Linked DNA regions of Mus musculus: regions 1, 2 and 4 are each linked to region 3. A link is a contact called in public HiChIP or PLAC-seq data. All regions are on one chromosome and are shown on one strand. The core of a region is the stretch at or near the end of the contact, and the rest is flanking DNA. Distances in the headings are between cores, read along the strand shown. Region 1 has its middle 19 kb from the start of Gm32835. Region 2 has its middle 44 kb from the start of Gm4793. Region 3 holds the start of Ipo9 (importin 9). Region 4 holds the start of Rnpep (arginyl aminopeptidase (aminopeptidase B)).

Evidence for each region. HiChIP or PLAC-seq counts read pairs in DNA pulled down with a chosen protein or histone mark.
Region 1: an H3K4me3 HiChIP or PLAC-seq map of craniofacial prominence shows a contact between it and region 3, with 4 times the contacts expected there. The contact joins the enhancer-like site here to the promoter of Ipo9 in region 3. A contact is called at or near these places in 7 of 39 promoter capture datasets (the 3T3-L1 cell line, 3T3-L1-derived adipocytes, the HPC-7 cell line and 4 more), 1 of 15 datasets of contacts at CTCF or cohesin (embryonic stem cells), 5 of 484 Hi-C or Micro-C datasets (cerebellar granule neurons, differentiating embryonic stem cells and embryonic stem cells), 18 of 115 datasets of contacts at active chromatin or transcription factors (bone marrow-derived macrophages, craniofacial prominence, embryonic basal ganglia and 9 more) and 5 of 9 other capture datasets (adipose tissue, embryonic stem cells, liver and 2 more).
Region 2: an H3K4me3 HiChIP or PLAC-seq map of bone marrow-derived macrophages shows a contact between it and region 3, with 2.6 times the contacts expected there. The contact joins the enhancer-like site here to the promoter of Ipo9 in region 3. A contact is called at or near these places in 4 of 39 promoter capture datasets (the 3T3-L1 cell line, cranial neural crest, embryonic stem cells and 1 more), 4 of 115 datasets of contacts at active chromatin or transcription factors (acute myeloid leukemia, bone marrow-derived macrophages, embryonic stem cells and 1 more) and 3 of 9 other capture datasets (adipose tissue, macrophages and pancreatic islet).
Region 4: an H3K27ac HiChIP or PLAC-seq map of embryonic stem cells shows a contact between it and region 3, with 10 read pairs. The contact joins the promoter of Rnpep here to the promoter of Ipo9 in region 3. A contact is called at or near these places in 3 of 39 promoter capture datasets (the 3T3-L1 cell line, the SN4741 cell line and hippocampal neurons), 2 of 484 Hi-C or Micro-C datasets (CD4 T cells and peritoneal macrophages), 7 of 115 datasets of contacts at active chromatin or transcription factors (the SCID.adh cell line, bone marrow-derived macrophages, cardiomyocytes and 3 more) and 3 of 9 other capture datasets (adipose tissue, liver and pancreatic islet).

The regions. Positions count from the first base shown.
Region 1 is chr1:135,665,355-135,672,517 of GRCm38.p6, reverse strand. It overlaps a transcript of Nav1 not described here. Among named protein-coding and RNA genes, the nearest start is that of Gm32835, 19 kb to the left of the region's middle. Within about 2 kb of position 4,002, at least 97 of the 459 cell types and tissues checked have an H3K27ac peak or open chromatin away from gene starts, as enhancers often do. A contact at or near this core is called in adipose tissue, bone marrow-derived macrophages, craniofacial prominence and 2 more, where this site is marked.
Region 2 is chr1:135,637,916-135,645,286 of GRCm38.p6, reverse strand. It overlaps a transcript of Nav1 not described here. Among named protein-coding and RNA genes, the nearest start is that of Gm4793, 44 kb to the right of the region's middle. Within about 2 kb of position 5,271, at least 8 of the 459 cell types and tissues checked have an H3K27ac peak or open chromatin away from gene starts, as enhancers often do. A contact at or near this core is called in bone marrow-derived macrophages and embryonic stem cells, where this site is marked.
Region 3 is chr1:135,428,689-135,435,469 of GRCm38.p6, reverse strand. It overlaps Ipo9 (importin 9), which reads left to right and starts at 4,979. Exons shown (of 24, transcript NM_153774.1): 1 at 4,979-5,202. The coding sequence starts at 5,040. Nav1 (neuron navigator 1) reads left to right here. Exons shown (of 30, transcript NM_173437.2): 30 at 1-890.
Region 4 is chr1:135,280,999-135,287,360 of GRCm38.p6, reverse strand. Rnpep (arginyl aminopeptidase (aminopeptidase B)) reads left to right here and starts at 3,277. Exons shown (of 11, transcript NM_145417.3): 1 at 3,277-3,799. The coding sequence starts at 3,353. It also overlaps the pseudogene Gm19642.

The DNA.
Region 1 (7,163 bases), core at 2,753-5,252, 240 kb before region 3:
GGTTTGTGATTAGAATCCAGTCAGGATCCCAGGGCCTCTGAGGAGCCTGGGCAAATTTCAGCCCAGTTTCCTGTTTTATAAAATAGTGCACAGTGGTTCAGGAAGAAAAACAAAAGCTTGGCATGTGTGCTCATCCAGCGTCCCTTAGCATAGCCCCTGAACATATCCTATAGTCCCCGTCCTAGTGTCCATGTGCCCAAACACAGAGGCAACCCTGGGAGATGGTTAAGGCTTGCTTTTAGGTTGTCTGCCCTCCATGGGGAGCCCACACTGACTGCATCTTCTCCCCGAGCACCGTCCTCTGCTGGCGGTGACTTGCCAGCAGATATCTCTTCATCGTCCCAGTTTCTACATGAGTTCACCGTGGCCCACTTGCTCACACCCCTTACACTGGGAAGAACAGGCCATTGCCCAGGAAACCGCTGGCTGCAATCCAGTCCCTTTACTGTAATCATGTTGAGAAAAAAGGCAGGCATGACTTTGCTTCGGCAGGAATTAAAAGATGAAGGGAAGAAGGAAGGGGACACCAAGGTCATTTCTATGGCTCTTGTAAAAAGACAGAGGATGCCTCGGAAGCTGAAGAAGAGATGCTGTCTCTGTGCTGTGCTGTGTGGCACCTGAGATGTGGTCGCTGTGTTGTGCTGTGCTATATATGGTATCCAAAATGCTGTCTCTGTGCTATGCCGTGTGGCTCCTGAGATACCGTCTTTGTGCTGTGCTGTGGTGGCAATGGAGCCTTATGTGAGGCATTCAAAGGGGCAGAAAGGAGGCAACCTAGGGTTCCAAAAAAAAGCAGATGAAAAACAAAGCAAACAGCACCAGTAAAGAGGTCTGGATGGATGGCTCAATGGTTAGGAGTTCCTGCTACTCCTCCCAAAGTTCTTGTTTGCCTCCCAGCACCCACCTTAGGTGGCTCACAACTGCCTGTAACTCCAGCTCTAGGGGATCCAGCGCCCTCTTCTGGCCATGCACAGGGCTTACACTCATATATCATATGCATACACATACATAAAAATAAAATATAATAATAACAACATAAAGCCAGTATCAGAGTAAGGGGGAAATAGAATTGTGTTTCTATGCTTCTGATACTTCCTAGGTGTGTGTTTTTGTGTCTGACTTTGTTTGTGACTTAGAATATACCATGTGCCATGTGCCTGTTCCTGTCTCTGAACCTTCATCTGTAACAGGGAGCTAACTCTAACCTAGCTCACCGGACAGCCTAGCTTATGGGGACATCTGTATAACAGAGTCTGTGTAATAACACACTTAGCTTAGCACCTGGCTTGCAGAAACCAGAGATTATTGACAAATAGTCGCTCACGGACAAGACACTTGACCTTCTGAGACCCGACCCTCCACTCTGTAAACTGGGGTTTGACTCTGGTTCCCTTTGGGCCTGCTGAGAGACTGTGGCTGCAGATGTTGTGGCATAAGATGGGTTCTCAGTGAATGAGTGCTTCCTTAGGGAATGCTTGAAGTTCCCCTTTGGGGTGACCAGAAGCAGATCCCTGTCCCCTGAGAAGCCCACACTGTGGCTTTCAAGTCTCTGCATGGGATGGAGGCTTAGGATTTTCCTCTGGCAGGGGTAGCATCTCAGACAGGAGAGGCTGAAAGAGTTTTGAGAGACATGAGAGTATGCTGTAGCCGGATGAAGGCTTTCACAGAAGGTGTGGCCAGAGTGCAGAAGCACTGGCCTCCTCTCTCCTCCAAGGGTTTGGTTTAGAAGTTGTCAAGGACCACAAGCTGTTCTTCCACTTCCTTTTGAGCAGGGCCTAAGTCATCTGGCGCCGACTGTATCATAGAGGCCTTGGGAAGAGATGGTGCAAAAGGAGATAGGAAATCTGGTTCACCCTTTGTCTGCGTGTCTGTGCATCGTTCTGTGGCTACCACTAGAGGGCGCAGTTGCCCAGCACAACCCACAGGATTCCCACGCCCTCCTCTGCAGCAGCCAGCTGGCCCCTGCGTCATTTGGGCTGGGAAAAGCAGCGAGGCTTACCCACTCAACTCTACACTAGATGAAAGACGGGGGTGGGTGAGAGCCTCGGGTGGGGCAGCCCTGCACTGTATGGGAAAACTAGGCGAGCAGAGGACTTTAACGGCCTAGAGAGCAGAGCTGGGTCTGTTACCCTCAATGGTGTTTAAGACTTTGATTCTTGGCATAGGCTCTATCTATAGAACTACCCCTGTCCCACAAAAACAAACAAACAAACAAACAACCTCAGTTTTTCTCTTTATTCTCCTGGACTATCAAGTATGTTGGGTGATTTCAAACAGACTTAGATGGTGTTGGTTGGCAAAAACAAACCGTCAATGTTGTCTAGTCTGGCTGTCTCTGGAGTCTTCTTTTCTTGCGGTTACTGGGACCCGCAGCCAGAGCCAGCTTTCCCTCCCCTATCAGCACAACCCTCCTGTGTGGCTCTGCTAACTTGCCCACTGTAGATGGATATAACCCGCCCCAAACTACCATTTGCCTTAGCCTTGGGCTTCCTTGGCTGATGACCAACAGAACTCGTGCATCTGCAGTAACTGGAGGAAGTACAGGAGGAACTGGGATAAGCCTAGGACCCTGGTTCCCTGCCAGAGCCCTTGGCCGTAGCGTGCCTGGAGAGGCAATGATTTAGTGAGACCCTGTCACCTAGCTCTTCAAGTCTCAAGCTGCTGATGCCATAGGAGGATGCCGCTGTGTCTATAAACCCATCTCTGGGGCTGTGTAGCTGCCTTTCTCTTTCCCTCTCTGCAGACCCTCTCTTTGGGAGTGGAGGTACTGCTAAGCACTCACCGTGGTCTTCATATGGTCCACTGGGGTCTTTGGCTCTATGCCATAAGCTGGGTCTCCCAGGGCTCTGAACAGTGATGGACAGACCAAGTTGCTTCCTATCCTCGGAGCCCCAGAGTAGGCAGTGGGCTGGGGGCAGGGGAGGCGGGGCAAATGAATCCAGCATTCCATAGGCTTCCAAATTGTGTGCCTCTGTACTTGCTCTTTCCAAGAATCCTACACAACTACCTAGAGTCTGGTCTGGGGCCAAGCTGGAGTCCTTTCATCCCGAGCCTTCTCCCCCAGAGACCACCGAACTGCAAAGCCTGGACCACAGCTTGCCTCTGCACCGTGAGGGCTCCTCTAGCAGAAAGACGAGAGTCCTTCTGAGAGCCTCCTCCTGACTTTACCCAGACAGGGTTAGCAGACCATCTGGTTCCAGTGTAATATGGTCAGGGAGGCCGTCCTAGATGCAGCGATATTTAATATTAGAGGATATGAACAGGAAGATGAGCTGGTTCCTAGTCAGGATGATAACACAGGAAGAGATGAATCTGCTGCAGTCATACACGGGGCCACCCAGAGGCAGGGTGTGGTCCCATCTGACTTTGCATCCAGGGTCTGCTGCTTACTGGCCGTGACTGTGAACGAGACCTTCCAGTGCTTGCTAAGACTGGATGTGTCTGACACTGGCATTAGAGTGGGCATTATATACGAACTGACTTATTTCTCTTTCTTCTGTTTTCATTTTTGGGCTTTTCTTCTGGGTCCTTTATTTCTAGACTCCGGAAGCTCCCCAGGGAAAGAGATGGTCCTCCCTACCCACCTCAGGCAAAGCCCTGCCTCTTCAACAGTGGGTTGACTTAAGGTCTAGGGCGGTGTCCCTGGCTTGTCTCAGGATCTCCATATCTTGATGCCCAGATTGGGAGTTCTCTGCAGCTAGGGGCTGTGCTTCCCCTATCAGCCTCTTATGTCTTAGTCAGTAAGTACAGCTCGGGCATAAGATGTTCAATGTGGAAAAAAAGGGTCCGCACTGAGTATAACCAATGAAATCTGAGACTCATCGAGCAGCCCCTTGCTTATGAAGGTACCTGGTAGCTCTCAAGGTGTTTTGCTAAGTGTGTTCCAGAACTTGGGTCCTTGTAGACAGAGGGTGTTTCTCAAGTGCAGACATCTGGAGGGCAGATGTGGAGTGGGCTGGGGAGGAGTGAAGTCCTGGAAGACTTGGGATTCCAGGCCCCGTGACTCACTCCCCATTCAAGGCCACTCCTCAGCAGCTGGGCTGCCTAAGGCCTGGGCTGTCTGGAGTTAGCCAGCCAGGTGTGGCTGCACAGTGGTCCCTGGCCTGGGGCACAGCTGTCTCTCAGCTGGATAGGACTGGAGAGCTCCTGACTGGGCACTCTCTCTATGCCATGTTCTCAGAGGTCCCCAGGTTCTGCTGAGCACAGCTGAGGGCGTGGTCTTACAAACAGGCCATTTAAGGGGGTATGTGGAAAGCAGGTGACTTTCTCCTTCTGTTTCAGTTGGGATGGGGTTCCCAGGGTTTGTGTGGTGTGGTGTGTGTGTGTGTGTGTGTGTGTGTGTGTGTGTGTGTGTGTGTGTGTGTTTCCCAGCCTGGGAGCAATGGAAGTGAGCAGATTCAGGGCAGAAGTGTGTGTGAGAGGGGTCTGCGTCTACTGTTTGTCATATCATCAAAGCACTGGGAAGGGGGTGGGTTCTGAGGTCAGCACCTTGGTCCAGGTCCCAGATGATGGTGAAGGTGGCTCAAAATCTTGTCTGAAGCCGGGCGTGGTGGTGCACGCCTTTAATCCCAGCACTCGGGAGGCAGAGGCAGGCAGATTTCTGAGTTCGAGGCCAGCCTGGTCTACAAAGTGAGTTCCAGGACAGCCAGGGCTATACAGAGAAACCCTATCTCGAAAAACAAAAAGAAAAAGAAAAAATTGTCTGAGTATCATTTTCCTCTTTAGAAAAGTGAGACTATTCGCAGCTCAGGGTGAGGCCCGGGGCCAGTGAGGTCTTGTAAGGGAGCTTGGCAAACAAGTCTTACAAGGATAGATGATGGTTAGATTTCGGGGTGACCAGGGCCCTGATTAAGCTGTCCTGGTCTTGTTAGTGAAGTCCTCAGGGAGGAGTGAGGTGGGGAGCGATAGACTAATTAAGAACTGACAGGAGAGACTGAGGGTACATCCATGCTTAGCAAGCCTACAGTGTGACATTTATGGCACTGAAAACAATCAGGTCCCCCGGGACTTGTCTGTCAGCAAAGCTCTGCTCTTCACGGTCACAGTATCTGCCTTCCGTAGCTCTCCAAATACGACCTCATCCCACCCTCACCACCGTCCACTGAGACAGGAGCTGGTGTTCTTGTTTTGTAGATAGAGGATCTGAGGGTATCCGATACAGAGTCCCTAGGTGGCCACATCAGATGGTGACAGATCTCCTACATCCGATTCTAGACTCTGGGTTCCTCATTACCTCAGGTGTAAAGGGGTCCTGCAGGACTTGCAGCAGAGACTTAGGGTACCACCACCCCATCAATGTTAGAGTAGGAGTCTCAGGGGATGGTCCTCTGGCTCAGTTTCAGCAACTTTTCCCAGGCTGGGCTATACTACAGAAAAGCTCGTTGGGGTCTGTTGGGGTCCGTCCTCGTTGTGAGAGGGCTGGCTCAAGGTGAGCCCCTCCCCCTTAGCAGTTCTGCTTGGACCTTTCTCATCCTCCTCGCCCTCACTTATAAGACAGGAGGCGAGTGCTTTCCCTTCTGCTATAAAAGAGGACCACAAGGTGTTGCTTAAAGGGCAGGAATTGTTCTCGTATAGCCCAGTGCATCAGAAGTCCAAAGGATGCCACTGAATAAAGCCAAGAGATAGTTCAATGGTGTATATTGCACTTGCCTAGTGTGCATAAAGACTTGGGCTCCAGCCCCAGCAGTGAAAAAGGAAATAAGACAAAATTGAAGATATCTGTAGAATCAGGAGAATCTATCTGTTCAATGCCCCTGTTGGCTTCCACAGGCCATAGTTCCATCCATCCATGTCCTTCAGAGTCAGTAAGAACCAGACAGCCCCTGAGCTGCCATCCCTCTGGCTGCAGCAGGCAGAGGCTCTGGTTTGTCAGGACGTGTGTGATGTGTTGGTGTTCACCTGGACAGTCTAAGATCTGCTCCCCGTCGTCGGAGGGCTTCTCACAGCTGTAAAGGCCCTTTTGTCATTTTTGGTGACACACATGGGTTTGAACAATAAAGAATGAAGGTCTTGCCGGGCAGTGGTGGTACACGCCTTTAATCCCAGCAATTGGGAGGCAGAGGCAGGCAGATTTCTGAGTTCCAGGCCAGCCTGGTCTATAGAGAGAGTTCCAGGACAACCAGGAACACAGAGCTACACAGAGGCTACACAGAGAAACCCTGTCTCAAAAAACCAAAAAAAAAAAAAAAAAATTAAAAAATGAATGAACATCTTTGGGATTTACCATTCTACCAAACAGGAAAACTGACGGTCCCTATTCTAGTGTCAGGAATAAACATACATATTAAAAGAAAAATGCCATGTAAAATGACTCACATACTAAGCTCTTGGTAAGCACATGGGCATTGCTATTTGTGCAGGTTATTTTTCCTTGTTGCTAGGACCAAATACCTAACAAAAAGTAACTTAATGGGTTGGGTTGGCGGGGGTGGGGGGTGGGGGGTGGATGTTGTTTTATCACAGTTTGAGACCATACAGACCATCATGATGGGGGAAGACGCGCTGGTGTGAATGGCGTATGCCTGTGGCAACAGCAATGTGAGGTGACTGCCTGCTAAGCCTGGAGTAGGGACATTTCAAATCAAACCCTAATACTATCCAGTACTATGTAAGGCACTCAGGACTTTTTAAATGCTAGCTCTTAGTAACATGTCCCAAGCTAGGGAGCTAGAGCCCTCATTTCTGTTGGCTCTCTCCCCATGCCTCAGTTTCCACCACTGTCAAAGGAGAACCCCACCCCCACTACCCCCTGCACTCGGCAGTTCACACGCCAGGCTCCGGAGGCACACAACGTTTCCCTTGTGCTGTGTGCAGGCGGCTGCCAGCGGCGGGCACAGGGCCCGGCCCACTGCTCTCCCAAGGACACAGCATTCACCAGATCACAAGGGAACAGAAGAGCCCCTCTTTTGAAGGGCAGAGAGGTTCCAAGCAGATCACTGCAGGAACTGAACCCTCTCTGTGGGAAAGAATTGCCTCCCTTGTGAAGAGGGAGCACTATTTGAAATGAGTTTTACAATCATTTTTATTAGCAGAGCCCCTGATAATAGCAGGGTTGTTGCCCTGCCCCCCTGCCTCTCTAGGGGAAACTGAGGCCCAGAGAGTAGGAGGCAGGACCGTTGCCCACAGGGTGAGCTAGATTTGCCCTCCAGGGGTCTTGTGGCTTC
Region 2 (7,371 bases), core at 4,022-6,521, 210 kb before region 3:
TGTAGCAAGCACTTTGCTCTAGATTTCTCCTCCTCCTCTGCAGCTCTAGAGAATTCCGCTTGATATTCCCCAAAATGCTTTTCCGCTGAGAGATCTCACCGCCAATGACCTTACAGTGTGAGAAGTAAGGAGGATGACACTTATTGGACCACGTTGCCGGCTCTTTCAGGGGTGCTGTTACCTTTGCCTGGGAGGCTGTTAAATTATTGCCCTGTTACGACAAGCTTATGTTTCCTTACAAGATAGAACTGCACAAAGAAAAGAGCCAGCCGGGCAGTGGTGGTGCACTCCTTTAATCCCAGTGCTTGGGAGGCAGAGCTAGGTGGAGATCTCTCTATAAAGTATGGGATGAGGCCAGCCTGGTCTACAGAGTGAGCTCCAGGACACCCAGGGCTGTGACACAGAGAAGCCTGGTTTCGAAAAAACAAAACAGAACAAAACAAAAACCCAAAGCCAAACAAACAAAAAAAAAAAGAAAGAAAAGGAAAGTAGCCTAGTAAAAGATGAAGGTGATGAATATTAATCCTTTCATTTCTCTGGAGTTTTATTGCAAATGGGAAGGAATTGATAATAAGAAAGAGCCTTATTTCCTCTCGTCTCACTGTGACTCTGAAAGATTGCCTAAGATATGCATGAAGACTCTTAAAGAAGTTTGGGTAGTCTTTATGCATTGGACTCTTGTTGCCTCCTGGGTAAACTGAGGCCTGGAGATGGCTCTAGTACTAACTTGGCAGTTGGCTCAGCCTAGAATGTGCTTGTGTGCAGCAGATGTGACTGGGAGTTGCCAAGAGTCCTTCTGAGCCTGTTTCTAGAGTGTCCTCTGAGTCCACGCACGGCAGCTGCCTGGGGCTTAGCTTGTCTATGCAGTTGACAGGATGGAGCAGTCCAGATGCCTTTCCATGGGCTGGGTTCTGGACCTGCTCCTGAGCCATCCAGACACAGGGTCTGGGGAGAGACTGCAGCAGACAGGGATAGAAGGGATCAGGGGAAATCTGGACACGCTGGCAGGGAGCCCAGACCCTGGCAATCTACCAGACAGAAGTGGCTGGCCTATATTCTTCAACCAAGACCTCAAGAGCGAGCAAAAGGCTGCAAGCCTTACTCGGCCTCTGCCCCACACCACCAGCACAACTGGTAAGGGAAAAGCTTCCTGACTTGGGCACCATGTGTGAGTAGCTGTTCTGGGAATCTGATCTCGGTCTCTCCAGCTTTGGGCAGACCCTTTGGACCTCAACCCTGACATCAGGTCTTAGGCTGGCTCTCTCCTGGCTTTAGAGTCCTCTATCTGTGATGCCTCGTTTTCTCTGGAGGGCTTCCTATGGAGTCCTGAAAAACCCTTAGAACAGACGATCTCACAGTGTTCTGTGGCTTCTTACCAGGGATTCTGTGAGGAGGAGGAATATGTTGGTGAGGGGAGATAGAGAGAGGTGATTGACAGCTAAGTTTTGGAAATGTAGCACAACCCATCTGTCCTCTAGAATCATGGCTCAGAGAGGCTTTTTCTTGTTTTGTTTTTGGTGCTGGAGTTGGGTCAAGTATGTCATATATGGTAGGCAAGCTGGCCACCAGTGAACTACATCCCTAACCCTCTGAGAAATTCCTCATTCACAAACCCCAAGGAAAATTTGTGTTTCCACAATGTATGTATGCATATGTGTGTATGTGTATATATGTGTGTGTGTATATGTGTGTATATATACATACATATATATATATATGTATATGCATGCATATTTTAAAAGGGGTGCTAGGCATCGTGACATATGCCTGTAGATCCCAGCACATGGGAGGCAGAGATATGAAGATTGATGCAAGAGCAAGAGTAAGTTCAGGCGAGCCTGAGCTACACAGTGAGATTCTGTCTCAAACTCTTCCTCTCCAAACACACACAAAGGGGAACTCTGACACCTGCTACATCACAGAAACATGGTACGTGAATTGATCCAGTCTCAAACTGACTAACACTGCATGAATCTACCCTAAGGAAAGGAAATAAAGAACAGATTTGTGTAGTCGTGGTAGTAGCCCTCTGAGAAGTTAAGGGAGGGGCCTTAGCAGGATCCTACTGGCCAACTTGGTCTATGTGGTGAAGATGAAGCTCCCAGAACTGATAGGGACTGCTGGGTTCAATGGGCTCACCATTTCAGAATGGCGTCTGTTTCCTTTCTTACTACTTGAGTAACTTGCAGTTCATTTATTTCCCTCCACCCCCATACCCTGAAAGAGCAGCCTTATTAATCTTACAAAAGTGCTGAATGAAATAAATGTTGAAAAATCTGTGTTTTCCTAACCAGCCTGTCTTGGTTAGGGTTTTACTGCTGTGAACAGACACCATGACCAAGGCAACTCTTATAAGGACAACATTGAATTGGGGCTGGCTTACAGGTTCGGAGGTTCAGTCCATTATCATCAAGGCAGGAGCATGGCAGCATCCAGGCAGGCATGGAGCAGGAGGAGCTGAGAGTTCTTCATCTTCATCTGAAGGCTGCTAGCAGAAGACTGACTTCCAGGCAGTTAGGATGGTTAGGTCTTAAAGCCCACACCCACAGTGACACACTTTCCTCCAACACTGACTGACAGTAATGTGGGGCCATTCACACTGCCGAAGAAATGACTTGGGATTGGTTCAACAACGTGCTGTTAATTTTACAATATTTTCTCATTCTTTGTACATAGGTCACTGAAATTCTGGTCTTAAATATTACTATTGATTGAATAATTCTTTCTGTGGATTTATTTTCTTGTTAAACTACTGCTTCAATTTGATACCTTGTGTATCCAAAGAATCATTTATGTATAAATTAAAATTTTTTTCCATTTTTTATTAGGTATTTAGCTCATTTACATTTTCAATGCTATACCAAAAGTCCCCCATACCCACCCACTCCCCTACCCACCCACTCCCCCTTTTTGGCCCTGGCGTTCCCCTGTACTGGGGCATATAAAGTTTGCGTGTCCAATGGGCTTCTCTTTCCAGTGATAAATTAAATTTTTATGCCTCAAAAAAAATAGTTTCAAGGGGCTTGGAGGAAGGGAAATGAAGAGTTGGGGTTTTGTTTGCTTGTTTGTTTGTTTTACATGTATGAGTATTTTGACTGCATGTACAATGTGTGTGCTCCTGGTCCCAGAGAGGACAGAAGATGTCAGATGCCCCTGGGTTTGGAGTTACAAATGTTTGTGGCTGCCATGTGGGTGCCGGGTGCCGGGAAGAACTTAGGTCCTTGGAAAGAGCAGACTCTCCAGCCCCAAAGAGAATTGTTTTTTTGTTTTTTTGTTTTTAATGGATGCACAGTTTGTTTTGCAAGTTGAAAGAGTTCTGAAGACAGATGGTATTAGTGGCTGCATACAATCTGAACGCATGTGACGCTGTTTATGTTAGTCTCCTTAAGCTGCCATATCAAAGTGCCAAAATCTTTTTGTCTCGAGATTCTGGGGTCTGGATATCCAAGAACAAAATGCCAGGGTTGGTGAGGTCTTTCTTCGTGGCTTGTATTTACAAATGAGGGAGAGTCTGGGATGTTGCCTGCTACTAAAGCACTTGCTTGGTATCTTAGGTTCTGGGTTCCATCTCTACTATCCCAAAAATAATTTAAAAAATAAAATGAGCAAGATATTTGAAGAGGCATGTCTCTAAAGAAGACACACAGATGGCAGATAAGCACAGGGAAGATGCTAAATGCAGGAGTCATTGGGGAGATATAAATCAAAACATGGCAGAACACCCATCCCCCATGGCAATGGCTATTGTCAAAAAGATAGACAATAAACACTGGCCAGGGACCTGGAGACAGGGCTTGGTAGCTAAGAGTGTGTCCTGCTCTTGCAGGGGGTGAGAGTTCAGTTCCTTGCATTTATGTCAGGAGTCGCCAGCTCCAGGGAGTCCAGGGGGATACTTTGACCTCAGAGGGCACCTACGCTCACATGCACGAAAGGTTTCGTACACAAATTGAAAATAAATATATCTTTTAAAAAAGAACAGTTGGCAAAATGTAGAGGAATCAGAACCCCTGTGCATTACTGATGGGAGTGCATAGCAAGATAGTAGCTTTGGGAAATATTTTGTCACATCTTAAAACAGAAATACCATTTGACTTGACAATTTTTCAAATATTTGTTTTTATTTATGTGTTATTTGTCTGGGTGAATGTATGCCATGTGGGTGTCCATGGAGACAAAAGGAGGGCATCAGACCCCCTGAAGCTGGGCTATAGGTGGTTGTGAGCAGCCTGGTGTGGGTGCTGGGAACTGAACCTAGATTCCTCGCAAGAGCAGCAAGTGCTCTGAACTGCCCAGCCATCTCCTCAACCCCTCATTCCGCATTTGATTTCTGACAACAAGACTGTTGAAAACCCATGGCTAAACAAAAACTTCACAGGTGTTCATAGCACCAACAATTCAAAATGTAGATATTATATTGTTGTGTCTGGCCAGACACAACATTATATAATGAATGATCAATAGATAAGCTGTAATATGTCATATGTTATGATCCGAGTCTGGTATGTTCCCCCACAGGTTCATGCTTTTTTGTGTGTTTTTTAAAGATTTATTTATTTTATGTAAAGACATATTTTATGTAAGACACTGTCGCTGTCTTCAGACACCCCAGAAGAGGGCATCAAATCCCATTACAGTTGGTTGTGAGCCACTATGTGGTTGCTGGGAATTGAACTCAGGACCTCTGGTAGAGAAACTGGTGTTCCTAACCACTGAGCCATCTCTCCAGCCCAGGTTCATGTTTTAAGTGCCTGGTCTCCACCTTAAAGGCAATTGGGCCTGTAGGAAGTAAGGCTTAAGGGGCAGAAGTGGGAATCTAACTGTGAACCTGTATAGGTTCCTGGTTCTGCCTCCTATTTCTGCTTCCTGGTCCGTGCCACGAGAGACATCTCCACCTCTCACTCCTGTCCCCATGCACCCGCACTGTGCCTTCTCCATCATGATAAAGTGAGATGCTTTGAAACTATGAAGCAAAAGAAATCCTCTCTTCCCTTAGGTTGCTTCTGTCTTGGGCCCCTGTGGCCACAATGATGCAAAAAGCAAGCAGTGTACAACACAGTGGCACAGTCTTCATTCATAAAAGTAAACATAGTATCAACATGTGCTACAACAGGCATGAGCCTTGAAACCATCACACACATGGCATAAGCCAGACCCGCAAGGCCACGTGCTGTGGGAGCCTGCTTATTTTCAGAATGGATAGATCCATTGAGACAGAAAATAAATGAGTGTCTCCAACTAGAGGAGAGGATGATGCCTGCTGGGTGTAGGCTTCTTAGGGGAACACGTGGCTGTTTTGGAATTAGGCAAGCAGTATGATTGCACAATTTTGTGATCCCACTAGAAACTGACAAATTATGTGTTTAAAGGAAAAAGTAGGCCGGGCATGGTGGCGCACGCCTTTAATCCCAGCACTTGGGAGGCAGAGGCAGGCCGATTTCTGAGTTCGAGGCCAGCCTGGTCTACAAAGTGAGTTCCAGGATAGCCAGGGCTACACAGAGAAACCCTGTCTCGAAAAACCAAAAAAAAAAAAAAAAGGAAAAAGTATATTACATTCAAGTGTATCTCAATTAAGAGAGAGAGAGGAGAGAGAAAGAGAGAGAGAGAGAGAGAGAGAGAGAGAGAGGGAGAGACCTAGTTAACCTCAGCATTTCTTTAGTTTATTTACCTGTGGATTCTTTGTAGTTCAAAGGATGATAATAATGGCCCATTTATGTTCAGTGGGATCACAGCAAAACACAGAAAAAGATTGAAGTTTTCTATTTTATCCAAAGGGAAAGGGGAAGAAAATTTGGCATCTGTGCCTCAATTTTCTCATCCATGAAATGGGGATAATGGACCTAGTATAGCACTTACAACAATGCCTACCTAGCAACAGGTGAGCAAAAAGGTCATTGCTGTTATCTGAGCAGGCATTATGGAGTGGACCCCAAATAGAGGCTATGTGGCTTGACCCTCCCAAGCACCCTGGAGAGAAGACAATGTTATTTCCATTTCACAGGTTCAGAGAGTGAGGTGGAGGAGGTGTGGTTAGGAAGCACCCGGCACCATGCTGGTTACAAGGACAGTATGAACAGGAAATGCATCCAGGCTCCTCTGATCACCCACACTCACCCTTCTCTCCATCCCACTCTCTCCTGCCTTCCATTTTATTTTTATTTTTTTAGAAATTTTGGCAGCCTTTTTGAGGTATAATGAAATTCAACGTGCTTTTAACAAAATTATTCAGTTGTTTAATTTTAATCATGATATAAAACATTTCCATCTTCCCCAAAGTTCCAAACAGTCAGTCTCCCTTTTCCTGGTCCTTGGCACCCTCTAAAGGAAGGAGAAATCAGTATTTGCTTGGATGAAGCTTATGTCTATGCTACAGCAAGGGTCAGACTATGTAGTCACAGGTCATTGAGCTGGGCCAGCCACACCTAATGCTGAACCATCCAGGCCTCCTTTTCGAGCACCAGAGAGTGAAGCAGGGTGGGGTTGTGATGGACTTTAGGTGGGCCTGCTGCAGCTCTGATTCAATGTCTGGACCACTGATGACCATAGTGTCTTGTCTTCCTCATGCCCACCCTCCATCCCCCGCTTCTCCTTCTGTCTTTCTCTGGCTTTATTGTCCTGGACCAGTGGCACCATCTACCCAGCTACCTATCTTTTTCCTTCATGCCTCTCTGCGTGCTAGCGGCAGTCAGTTTTATGAGATGGAGGATGGGGAGACCACTCTGTTCCCTGCAGAATTCCCAGCTAGCCCTGACAATGGTGTCCATCACAAAGCTGACCCTACTATCTGGATGAATGACTGCTCCAGCCCCGTGCTTTTGCCATGCTGTATAACAAGTGTGTAAGAGTCAAAACCCAGCTGTGCAGTGGTGGCGCACGCCTTTAATTCCAACACTTGGGAGGCAGAGGCAAATAGATCTCTCAGTTCGAGGCCAGCCTGGTCTACAGAGTTAGTTCCAGGACAGCCAGGGCTGTACAGAGAAACTCTGTCTCGAAAACCAAAAAGGAAAAAAGAAAAAAAAAGTAAAAAACCCTGTAAGGCTTTTTTTTCCATCCCTGCCTTCTAATTTGCTGCTTCTTCTTAGATAATGTAGGCACCTGGAAAAAAATAAAAGACAGAGAAGGAAGGTAGTTTTTGTCATTGTTTAGCCTCAAGTGACAGGGTGATCCAACAAGAACCTCTTAGTCCAGGACCCAGGAGGAAACATACCCTATGTATATATGCACAAGGTGTCTGTCTGCATCAGGCCCACCTTAGCTCCGTTGCAGTGGAGTGGCCTCTTGGGGGCTCCTGGTGAGGTACTGGTCCTGCCTGGCTGAACAGGCCTGATGTAGAAGAGGGAATGGGAAACCATAGGGAACTAGGCCGGCACTCAG
Region 3 (6,781 bases), core at 3,730-6,229:
CAGCTCCTGTGACCTCATCCTGCCTCCCTGCATCCCAGCTCCTGTGGCCTCATCCTGCATCCCAGCTCCTGTGGCCTCATCCTGCATCCCTGCATCCCAGCTCCTGTGACCTCATCCTGCCTCCCTGCATCCCAGCTCCTGTGGCCTCATCCTGCATCCCAGCTCCTGTGGCCTCATCCTGCCTCCCTGCCTCCCAGCTCCTGTGACACCATCCTGCTTCCATGGCATTTCTCTAAGAAGGAAGATAAAAAAGAGCAAACTCCCACCCAGCAGCCAGTTTCCCATATAGCTCTGCTGCACCCCACCCCACTTCCTAATGCTGTTCGGTTTATTGCTTTTAACAAAACAAATTTATAGTGAGTTCCAGGCCCTGGTGGCTTCCTTTCCTCCCCCTCCCTATCCTGTTTTACACAGCACTGCTCATGTAAGAGTCTGTTTCTCAAATGCACGGCATTCCTCAGGTGGAGGATGGGCAAGAATGTTCACTTTTTAAAACTTACTGGGTAGAAAAATCCCAAACCAGGATATGTGTGTGTCTGTATGTTTGTCTTATTTTCTTCTCATTTGACCCTCACCATTCCAGTCTGTCCCCTTTTATACCTGATGTAGAAAAGGCAGAACTGAATCTGGAAAGCAAATTGTTGTATATAGTTGCGGTAACAATCACGAAGAGAGCTGGGCTGTCCCCTCAGTAATTCATTTTAAATGAAAAAAAATTGGTTGAAAATGAAATCCATGCCTTGGCCAGCTGAAATGGCCTTCCTCCATCGCCACTGAGGCTACCCTTCCCTGGGTCCTCTGCCGACCAGGCATGTCTCCATCCAGCAGATTTCATCTGTTTGCTGCCATTTGCGTTTCAATAAAGTTATCTCCTGTATTGTCCTCTGGTTTCTCTCTGCTTGGTTTCTGTGTCCATCTATCTTAATGCTTGGTATGCTATGACAAATAGCTCGTGGTCCTTTGCCTAACTCAGAAGCAAACCCCACCTGCTTTTAAATTACCCCAACCAAATGCTAATAAGCAGGAGTCTTTACTTCTGTTTTGTGGGCAGGAGAGAACCCTACTTTGTACACTGTGGACAGTTCTGTCCTGCATTATTTCAGCTGCAGATTATATGAGCAAAAGCAATGTGGGGAGGGTTTTTATTTCATCTTACAGGTTATAGTCCATTATAAAGGGAAGCCAAGGCCAGGAACTCTAGGAAGAGGCTTGGACCCACAGCCACTTAAGAGTGCTGCTTACTGGATTGCTCCCTTTGGTCTTAGCCTAGGCCCACCTGCCTGGGGATGGAACTAACTACAGTGGGCTGGCTTCCACTATGTCAATTAGCAATTAAGAAATGGTTCCCAAACTTGGCTACAGGCCAACCTGATGCAGTTAATTCTTCAGATGAGGTTCTTTCTTCACAGGTAATTCTAGTTTGTGTCAAGTTAATAGCTTAAGCTAACTATGACAGCTTCCCTTACCAGAAAGCAAGGCTTCCAGGCTTGGGGTGGGGGTGGGGGAAGGTCTTGAGTTCTCAATCTAGCCTCTAGACCAACGATCCTCAATCTGTGGGCCGAGACCCCTTTGGGGGTTGAATGACTCTTTCACAAGGGTCTGATGTCCTGCATATCAGATATTTACATTACAATTCATAACAGTAATGGAATTACAGTTATGAAGGAGCAACAAAAATATTATAGTTGGGGATCACAAAGTAACTATTAAAGGGTCACAGCATTAGGAAGGTTGAGAAACACATTTTCTTTTGGAAGCAAAACAAACTTGCCTCCAAGGACAGCTATTTTAATGGAGTTCAGTTTCTCCTGGCCACTGTAACACAGAAGAAAATAAGCCTTACTGTTCCCCACTATGGAGCTGCAGAATCAAGAGGCACTCTCTTTCCTCTGAAAGCACCATGGTGACACAGGCCACCTTGGCCCTCTTTGACAACCAGGAGGTAACAGATGGGTTTAGAGCACTCCTCAAGAATGTTCTTTTCAAAGAATTTTCAGATTAGGCCACTTAAGCTGCAGTCATTATCAGTTTAGCAACCAGTCTTGAGCTGTCTTTTGAAACTGCTAGCTGGTGAATAAGAGAAATGTTCCTAGAAAATATTCGCATCTAAGGCACTAAATCTTAGCAGCTTACCAAGAAACACCTGCTCCAAGTGCCAACAGCATAAGTCACTCCATCCCTCCTGCCACCGAGTGTGGCCTGCAGTTTAATCCCTTGCTCCAATCTCCTCCACTTGCTCTGTTGGGTGGAGGCTTTAGGTTGTGGCCATTTCCTGTGACCACCCTGGATAGCCATATTAAAGTACTCTTTCTCCCTCAGCCCTTCCATCGTGACTTCCCTGAAGTGGTGGTGGGAAGGATGTTGGGCTAACTTGATGGCTCATGGCTCAGGGGGCAGTGAAGTACTTGTCACACCTGACAACCTGAGTGACATAAACGGGGCGGAAGATAAACTCCACACTAAGTTATCCTCTAACCTCTACAGGTGTCCCAAGGCATGGCGCGCACGCGTACACGTGTACACACACACACACACACACACACACACACACACACACACACTTTAAAAAAACGTTTTATTGATTTCTTTGTGAATTTCACATCATGTACCCCAATTCCACTCATCTTCCCATCCCTTCATATCTGCCCTCCACTCTTGCAAACCCCTCCCCCCCAATAAAATAGAATAAAACAAAAAACAAACAAACAAAAAAAAGAAAACCCCAAATATCTAGTTGTGGGAACTGTAGTATGTCATAGTGTGTCACCCAGTACACCCTTTTGTCCACATATCTTTACTTGCAAATGTTCTTTGCAGAGAGTCCTTGGTCTGTTGCGAGGGCTCTGGGTTCTGCTACACTACCACTCCTGGATCCTCATGGGGACTCCTCTCAGATCTCCTGTTGTTGGTCTGTGTCGTGGAGATCCTGCAGCTCTGGATCTGCAGGACCAGCCCCTTTACATACTCTAGCAGATCATAGATGGGGTAGATGTTGGAATAGGCAAACTCAAAGCCCTGGATCTGGGCCTGGGTAGCTGAGTTGGTCAGCCCGCCCCTGCACCCCCAGGGTAAGCTCTCCAGTAGCTCAGCAGCACAGTCAGTAAGAGGCGGCCTCAACTCTTCTCTCAGATCCGCATGGATGTCTCACCGGTGCATTCGACACTGGGGCCAGCTCTACTGTGCTGCCCAGGCAAGGTGCAGGGCCCACTCTCCTAAGGTGAGGGGCAGGGCCAGCTCTCCCACCTACTGCAGGTAGAGAGGGGTCGGGTGGGGTAAGGGCATCTCTCCCTTGCCGGCCACAATCCACAGCAGACAAGGTGCAGGGCCTTCTGTGTTCATGTCCTCAGGGCTAGCTTACCCAGTCCCTTGCCCTCAGGGTCAGCTCTACTATGTTGCCCAGGCGAGGGGCAGGGCCAGCTCAGAATAGTGCCTCAGGCAGCAGTCCTGACCAGGGACATCTGCATGGCCTTTGGTGGTAAAACAGCCTGGGATATCAACACAGACCTGGTTGCCATAGGACCTCTAACCCAGACAGGTGGACCCCCGAAGCAGTATGGATCCAGATGTCCCACGGTATCAAGTGCAGCCATTCAGATTAGCATGTCTCCCCTCCCTCTGGCAGCATGCCTCTCAGATATCCACATGGTCTCTGGTAGCAGCCCAGACCACTGACATCCACTTTGCCTTTGATGCTAATTCAGGTGCCAGACATTGACACAGACTGCAACTCCAGCTGCAGCAGGACCAGGAACCCAGACATGGCCCTTGGGGGCAGCTGGAGCCAGGACCTCAGCATGGCCTCCTCATATCCCCCTATTCTTCACTGCCTTCAAGTCCCTAGTTCCACCTTTCTCCACAGTATATGAACCCTTCAGCTTGGTTTCCTCCTCCATCTCCACCACACTCCCCATCTTTCCCATCTCCCCATCACACATTCATCCATCGTAGTGGTAGCCACGGCAGGTGCTTGGGTGTCTTTCATCCGGCCTCCCCCAACACTTTTTAAAAAATTAAGTAATGCTATATATTTGCAGGATTCACTCATAGTAGTCACACTCATAGAATCACTCTAGAGCCATGTGTGGTGGCACATACCTGCAATCTCTGCAATGGGGGAGGTGAAAACAGAAAGATCAAGATAAGGGAGTTCAAGGCCAGTGTGGGCTACAGAGCAAGTTTGAGGCTAGTCTGGGCCACATATGACCTTGTCTCAAAACAAGATAACGACAAATAGGTAGATAATATTTTTTTTAAAAAAATCATTCTAGAAAAATGCTCCTTCGCCTGTAGGTAGTCTCCCCTGGACAGCCCTTTTTGACATTGGGTTCATCTAAGCTAAAAAGCTAGAAGACTGGATTTTTCTAAAGCAACCACTCCCCACTGCCAATTTCACTTCAGTTTTTCTGCGTGTCTCCTTTTCCCTGTCCGCTCCCCAGCATCTTAGGATCTCTAAAGCTAAACTGTAAACGGAGCCAACTGAATAACTGCTGTTTTTAGTTGAGGGGAGGGGTGTTAGTTTTAAAAAGATGCTATTCTGACCCCCTTCCTTAAGGCCCGACCTCTGTCCTAACTCATCTTAAATCTGGGCCTAGAATCATGCAGGTAGAGAGCGGTGATGGGCGAGGCGAGGGAGGGCATCTACAATCCCACTACAATCCACAGCAGACAAGGTGCAGGGCCTTCTGTGCTCACGCCCTCGGGATTAGCTTTCTTGCTCCCTTGCCATCAGGGCCTTGCCATCAAAGGTTACGCGCCTTTATTCCAAGCGCGTTTTCTAACAGCGCGTGCGACTTCAGGACTACAAACCGTTATGAGAATTCTGTGTGTGCATAGACGCCCAAAGCTTTCCTGGCCCGCGAATCGCGGTTCGGTTCCGGCAGCAGAAGGCGCTGTCTCCCGAGGCTGCGCTCTATCCCCGCCCCCCGCCCGCTCCCGCGTACTTAGGTGCGCAGGCGCGGCTTCGCGGATTGGCCGTACGCGGGAGCCGTCATTCGGTGGCGGGTCCCGGCCGCGGGGCTGGCGGGCTGAGGGGAGGAAAGATGGCGGCAGCGGCGGCAGCTGGTGCGGCTTCTGGGCTGCCGGGTCCAGTGGCACAGGGATTGAAGGAGGCGTTGGTGGATACCCTCACCGGAATCCTGTCCCCGGTGCAGGAGGTGCGGGCGGCTGCAGAGGAGCAGATTAAGGTGCTGGAGGTGACAGAGGGTGAGTGAGGCGGGACCGTCACGAGGATGGTTCGGACCAGGGCCGGCCGCACAGTCCGCTGACCGTAGGGATTTGGGGATCTTGAGCCAGCGGAGAGGTGGGCGTCAGGAGTGGATTAGGAAACGTGGGGGTGGGGGTGCCGCTGGTGGCTGGGAAAGTCCTAGAAGAAGGGTGGCGCGTCTGAAAGGAAAGGGTCGGGGGAGGTGGAGCCTTAGCGGGGATGGGGTGGGGGAAGACTTGAAAAGATAGATAGATAGTGGCGGGGTTCTGCCGAGGACAGAAATGAAGTTCGACGTGGTGCTGGCGGTGTCGCGCAATCTAGATGATCTCTGAGCCCAAGACAAGGTCTTTTTGCCGTTTTCTTCACCAGCTCTGTTGTAGTGGGATCAGGGAAGGGAGCTAGAGAAGAGCCAGAAGTAAGGCCCTTAAGGAGGCGGCCACCATCGAACAAGTTTCAGCATCAGAGTTTTAAATCTGGCTGGTTGTTCAGACACATCACGTTTTCCTAGAAATCAACTCAATCCGATGCATACGACGCTTCACTTTCCGACCATGCTTCCCGTTTGTTTTTTGTTTTTTAAAGACTTAATGGCAATTATTAAATTACTGTGCATTTCTATGTACAGGAACCGATCTTCCTTTGTTTTAGATTCTTTGTTCTCATCCTCCCGTTATGTTCTTTAACGTGTTAGAGAAGAAACTATTAGCTTGACGTTTTCTTTTAATTTCCTGTTTAGTGGGCTTTCAGCGGGCCTGTTTTCACAAAGAACAGAAAAAAGGGTCAAGTCTCCTTGGTCTTTATGTAAGAAACGTACCTGATTCGGAATTCCAGATCCTCGGAATCCCCAAGCTCAAGGGAATATTTCCACTGCTCCTTAAACTTAGGCTTCCTCAGAAATATGGGAGATTGTTTCCATATTTGACCAACCACCCTCAAAGCCTTGAGTTAATACTCCTGCAGGACTTTTTATTGAAAAGAAGTGGATGTGGTGGGGGAACCTCCCTTGAATTTAGTTTTTATATCCTCTAATATGACCAACTATTGAAGGCAAGTTTCCTTCTGTTGGGACTATTGGGATTTAATAGGTTAGAGACTATTTTGAAAGGCCAGGTGTAGTTTTATAACATTACCAGACTCTTAAGAGAGGGAACCGTGAATGGAAGAAAGCTATTGGAACGAAGCACATAACTAACTTGTCCTGAGGTTTCTAGGTCAAATTCCTTGACTTTACAGTTCATGCCTCTGCCTCCCTCGGTATAAAGAAAGAACGCTGATGGGCAGAAACCTTACTAAGTTTAACTTGTTACTTGCATTTAGTTGCTGGGCTGATGCAAACCGATCCTTAATTAAACCTCCCATGAATGATACCCAGTGTTTGAGCTAATCCCAAATGTATGGCTGTCACCTTAACTGTGAAAGGCCGGCTTATGTTTAGACTGTACAATAGTTCTAGTCTTACTCTGATTTCTTCTTCAACTCATAGCCAGATGCTATGGCCTCATCTAGGGCACAGCCACCTATACCGTCCTTGAGATCGTTTTGAAGTTCTTGTCACCTACTCTTGTTACCTTTTGGGAT
Region 4 (6,362 bases), core at 2,028-4,527, 150 kb after region 3:
AGTTGGTTCAGGCAATCCCCCTATTGGTCGGTTAGGTCCTGATTTCTAGTAATATTCACATGGTGTCTACAATCAGCTGATCCTATCTCAAGAGACTCCAGGCACATCACAGACATGGAGCATATAGGACCAGGTGGCCTCACTGGACATCATCATCATCATCAAAGAGATTTTCAAAATCATTAAAAATGTCTGCAGGAACTGCCTTTTCATTGGCTGCCAAGTCCATCAAGAGACCAGTGCTATCTCCAGCCTCATCCAGGTCTATATAGGGCCCCCGCGCCCTCGGGGAACGTCTCATCCACAGCCAGTTTCATCTAGAGATCAAATCTCTCCCCCCACAATCAGTGTCTGCTTTAAAAACCACTAGTGCCAGGTAGAGGTAGTACACGCCTTTAATCCCAGCACTGGGGAGGCAGAGGCAGGCAGATTTCTGAGTTCGAGGCCAGCCTGGTCTACAAAGTGAGTTCCAGGACAACCAGGGCTATACAGAGGAACCCTGTCTCAAGAAATCCAAAATTAAATAATAAACAAATAAATAAGCACTAGTGCCTTTTATTGGAGAATAAATACAGAATCCAAAGTCTAGGTGGGTGTTCTATGCAGGCTGGAGAATCATGTGTGCATGCTCTCAGTTTCAGATGAATGAGTTTATTAGGCATGTAGCAAGCAAAGTAAAAGAACCAATAGCAAGTAGCAGATAGACAGGAGCAGACAGACAGCAGACACACAGCAAATTATCATCAGATCAAACCCAGCAGAGGTGACAGGAGCAGTGGAGTTAGAAAGCCAAGATAACATCAAATCAGGCCTTAGCGACATCCAGCAGGAACTGACTGGGGAACTCTGGAATTCCCAGCCTAGCAGCTTTTCCTGGATAAGCTGCCCCTCCCCATCACAGGAACTTTTATCCCATGGAATAAGCAACAGTCATTTCTGTTGGAAGTAACTTCAAGCTGTTCAGGGACTCGGTGTTTTTAATAACCTTAGCAGCTTGCTGTTTTCCTCTTCTCCCTTTTACATAGTGGGGAAGGGGGTGAAGAGGGAACAGTGGCATACTGACCCAGGACAGGGGCAATTTGGAGGACATTTTAAACAAATTTGGGGTTGAAGTGGAGGGGTCAAGTTTCAAGTGCCAGCTTCTTGGTGAGCTAACATAGCAGGTAACACTTTACCAATACAGGTGCTCTGTTGTCACTAGAATGTCCCTGCTTCTATGATTTTTTTTCTGCATTAAGTTAAGGAGAAAAGAAAAACCCAGATTCATGCATGGTGAGTTAAGACTTTAATCACATCAGTCAGGAGGCAGAGGTAAATAGATCTCTGAGGCTGAGGCTGCAGGTCTAGGCCAGCCAGGGCTGCATTAGTGAGACCTTGTCTTATGAGAAGGGGGTGGGGGTCTGGGGTATAGTTCCGTGGTAAATCATTTGCCTAGCATATGTGAGTCTCTAGGTTCTATACCAGTTCCTGGGGGAAGTTTTGTCTTTGGATAGATAATAGAGATATATACCTTTAATTGTTGTTTTCCTCCTCCAAAGACATGAACAAATATCTGTTCACTATGGCTAGGGGTACTCTGGACTACTGAAGAAACATACCCAAAGCTCCACAAAAAAAGAGTGTCCTCTGTCCCTGCATGGTCCCTATTTCTTTTCCTTTCCTTTCTTTTCTTTTTTTTTTTAAAGATTTATATATTTTATTTATATGAGTACACTGTAGCTGTCTTCAGACACACCAGAAGAGGGCATCGGATCCCATTACTGATGGTTGTGAGTCACCATGTGGTTGCTGGGAATTGAACTCAGGACCTCTGGAAGAGCAGTCAGTGCTCTTAACCACTGAGCCACCTCTCCAGCCCATAGTCCCTATTTCTATAACCTCGAGAACCTTGTCACATTCTGAGCTACCTAAATTGTATGACCTTCTTTCTTCTTTAAGACTGAAAAGTGCCGGGTGTGGTGGCATACACCTTTAATCCTAGCACTCGGGAGGCAGAGGCAGGCAAATTTCTGAGTTCCAGGCCAGCCTGGTCTACAAAGTGAGTTCCAGGACAGCCAGGGCTATACAGAGAAACCCTGTCTCCACAAACCAAAAAAAAAAAAAAAAAAAAAAAAAAAAAGACTGAAAAGTTTCAATCCCTAGGAAATGGCTACACTTAATCTCTTCATTTGTTGCCTCTGCAAGGCACTGTCACAGAAGAGAAACAAAATGTAGCGCTGTGTCCAGCTCAAACTGAGCCACACAAGGAAAATACAAAGAACATGCAATGGGCGACTAAGCATTTCCATGCGTGCAGGGATGAGGGTGTAGCTCAAAGGCAGAGTGCTTGTTTAGGGTACTTAAGGCCCTACATTTGATCTCCAGCATTGATAAACAAATATTATCTAGGAAGGGTGTAATCCCATAACTCCTCAAGCTGATGTAGGATGGCTATTTTGAGACTACCTTGGGCTACATAGTAACACAATAATTTTTTTTAAAGTTGCATGATTTCAATAGCTAGGGAGTTTAACTAGTCTTAATGAACTCATTTAAAAATCTAACTTGAGGGTAGAGAGATGGCCCAGCGGTTGAGAGTCCTTGGCTGCTCTTGTAGAGGACCTGGTTTGGTTCCCAGCATCCAATGACAACTTACAAGGTCTGTAACTCCAGTTCCAGGGGGTCCGACTCTATCTGCAGGCACTAGGCATACGTGCGGGCAGAACACCCATCCATATTTTTTCAAAAGAAAAAATTAAAAATAGAAACAACTAAATTTAAGTTGAGTGGGAACATATAGATATATAACAACCACAAAACGTCTCTGGTCCTGACACAAAAGCGTTAAAGATCTGTGTGCCTGGGGTTGCGGGGGTTTGTGTGTGTGTGTGTGTGTGTGTGTGTGTGTGTGTGTGTGTGTGGCTATTTACTAAGCACGCTAGACATCTTCCTTGACGGAAGAACAGCATTACAACTCCTGTTTTACAATTCATTCAAGATGTCACACATGTCCTAATGACTGGCCTAGTGGAGAGAGTGAGTGAAATTTCAAACCCAGAGCCTTTCAATCCAGGTTCTGGTCCCCTGCATCTTGCAGACTGCTTAGAAGATGGGGAATCCTCAAGGGTGACCTGGAACTAGGGTGACCCACCACACCACCTACTTCGGTCTCAGGGTAGCACAGGAACCTGTGTGAAGCAGGAAGAGGGGTTGTGTGCCACAAGGGAGGGGACAGCCCCAGGGGGTTAGGGGCTGTGGCCGCCCGAATTCCTCGGAGGGCGGGGCGCATGGTGGCGCGTCGCCTCGAGGCGGAGCCTGCCAAGACCCGAGGAGCGACCGACCTTCCTGGCGGGTGAGCAACCGCTCAGGAGCCATGGAGAGCGGCGGACCAGGCAACTACAGCGCGGCCGCCCGGCGGCCACTGCACTCGGCCCAAGCCGTGGACGTGGCCTCGGCCTCCAGCTTCCGCGCCTTCGAGATCCTGCACCTGCACCTGGACCTGCGGGCCGAGTTCGGGCCTCCGGGCCCGGGTCCGGGAAGCCGCGGATTGAGCGGCACGGCGACGCTGGAGCTGCGTTGTTTGCTTCCCGAGGGCGCCTCGGAGCTGCGGCTCGACTCGCACAGCTGCTTGGAGGTGACGGCGGCGACGCTGCGACGGGGACAGCCGGGAGACCAGCAGGCGCCGGCAGAGCCCGTGCCTTTCCACACACAGCCCTTCTCGCACTATGGCCAGGCCCTGTGCGTGGCCTTCCGGCAGCCCTGCGGTGCCGCCGATCGCTTCGAGCTGGAGCTCACCTACCGCGTCGGGGAGGGACCCGGGGTGAGTGCGCGCGGGGCGCCCGGGCCACCGGCCTCTCTCAGCCCCCTTGGCCAGCCTGCTGCTCCTAAGCAGCCCAGAGATGGAGAGCAGGAAATCTGGCTCTGCTTCCGCAGCTTCCGCGGGAGATCCCCGTGCCCCTACTCTCTTCCCCAGAAGCCGGCTTTGGATTCCTGCCCCGTGCTCCCCATTCCTGGGCTCGAACCTCTCCAGCCGGTGCTTTGTTCCTCCTACCCGTCCTTCCTTCCTGCCTTCCTGGTCTCTGTCGGGATTATTTGCCTTAGATTGCCCTGCCTCACCTCTGACACACACGTGCTGGACCGACTTGTCCGCTAGCCTCTGTCTTTTCAGGATGAGAAACTTGCTTCGCAAACTTTGCTTTTTGTTTTGTTTTATAATTCTCCTTGCTGGAGCCTGGACAGTGTTGGTTAATTAGCTGGATGCTGACAGGGTCCTTTCATGTGCTAGCAAGCCCTTTTGGTTGCACAGGTTAAAACAGCCCGAGAAGCATTTTTACTTCCTCCTTTGAAATCCTGCTATTGACTTAAAAGAATCCGAGCAAAAATGGGAATGTGTAATTAGAGTACTCTAGACTTTATAATAATTCAGCCTTCTCAATAACGGTTGGCTCTTAAGTCTTAAGGTTTTCAGAGTTGGATGAATATTGGAAGTTTAGGTAACTATTCATAGCGGACATTTGTAAGAGTGACAGCCTTAGGCTGGGTTACAAGGTTCACCAAAGCTGTTGGCAGACTATTGGAGCTTGCTTATCCAGCTAACAGTTCCCCTTTACTGACCCAAAGAGCACTTGACTTCCTCCTTTGATTGGAGGAATAAGCGAGCCTTGCGATAGAACTTGTTGGGAAACTGAAAGCACCATGGTTTAACCTAGCACCAAAAGCAAAGCCAAGTTCCCGTCGGTGCCTGGGCGGAAGCTGGACATTGGGAAATATCTTTGGTTCCTCTGCTATATTTTGAGTCCTAATTTTCAGTGGGAGCTAGAAATTAAACAGGATTGGAAAATTAAACCCTCCCTAAATTTGCATACTCTAAAGTTGTCAAAGTTAACAACAGAATCTATTTTGAGTTTGTAATCCTCCTGCCTCAGCTTCCTGGGTGCTGGGACTCCTGGCAGTGTGCCATCATGCCTGGCCCGTATCAGGTGCCTAGGTTTAGACGTTCACCGGATGTTGTCAAACATTTAGACAAGTGCCTTGCACATCTTAGGAAACCCTGCTCATTATCCTTCCACTATCTTTTGTTTGTTTGTTTGAGACAGGGTTTCTCTGTATAGCCCTGGCTGTCCTGGAACTCACTTTGTAGACCAGGCTGGCCTCGAGCTCAGAAATTCGCCTGCCTCTGCCTCCCAAGAGCTGGGATTAAAGACGTGCGCCACCACCGCCCGGCTCTTCCACTATCTTTAAGTTATAGAGCAGAATCAATTATTGTCCTTCAAAACATCATGGCTGAGGCCTCTCTCTGCTTTCCAAAGGGTTGCCCTTTGGACTACGGAGGTCTTCACTGAGGACATTGGCATGCATTCTTTTCCCGATTTTGCAACCATTCTGATGAGCGCGCTCCCTCAAGCACTGCAGCGCCTTCTCCCAGAATTCACATGGGCGGTAGTGCCCAGGTTTCCTCGTTTCCCCGTTCTGTTTCCTTCACATCATTTAAGAACAAACGAAGCAAAAACAAACAAAACACCGTAAACAAAGATGGCGGAGGGATAATGTACAGGGTTTCCTAAGATGTACAAGGCACTTGTCTAAATACTTGACAAAATTTGGTGAACTTTCTCTCTCTATAAACGCCCGATACCAGCTAGGCATGGTGGCACATTGCCCGAAGTCCCAGTACTCAGGAAGCTGAGGCAGGAGGACTACAAATTCAAAATAACAACCAAAGACAGATTAACGGCATAACTGGGCACAGCTCCTCACGCATCTTCCACGATTTCCATTTCCCTATTAGCATCTGGTCGGTCAGCGCTGGCACACACCAGCTGTCAGGCTAACAAGGCTCCACAGGCTTTAGCGGCATCTTAGTTTTTTTACCTACTTCCTTTCCTGATTCATGAGCCCAGGCAAAGCAGCATATTGTAGCTAGCTGTGTAACTGCCCATCTTTGAGTTTGTCAGGCTTTCCTTGTTTTTTTTTTTTGTTTTGTTTTGTTTGTTTGTTTTTTATAACTTTGACAGTTTGGAGGAGTGCTGGTCAGGTATGTTATAGAATGCTCTTCTACTGGAAATTTTCAGATGTTTTCCCAATGACTACATGATTAGACTGGAATTGTACATTGTAGAGGGGAAATTCACTTGGATCACACTGAATTGAGTCAGTGTATTAGCAACATGTCATCTGTATGTTGAGGTTGACCTCGGTCACTCCTCTACATTAGTATTCTTCAGCTTTTTCTACTGTGCCACCTCCTGCCTTCCACACTACATTGTATTTATTGGAAGACTAATTACATTTACTATACTTGAGCAAAAGCAGGCAAAAGAAAAACTCAATATCTAATGTGACTTTCTTATGTATCTCTAGTGTCTTACTGTTGCAGGAACTAT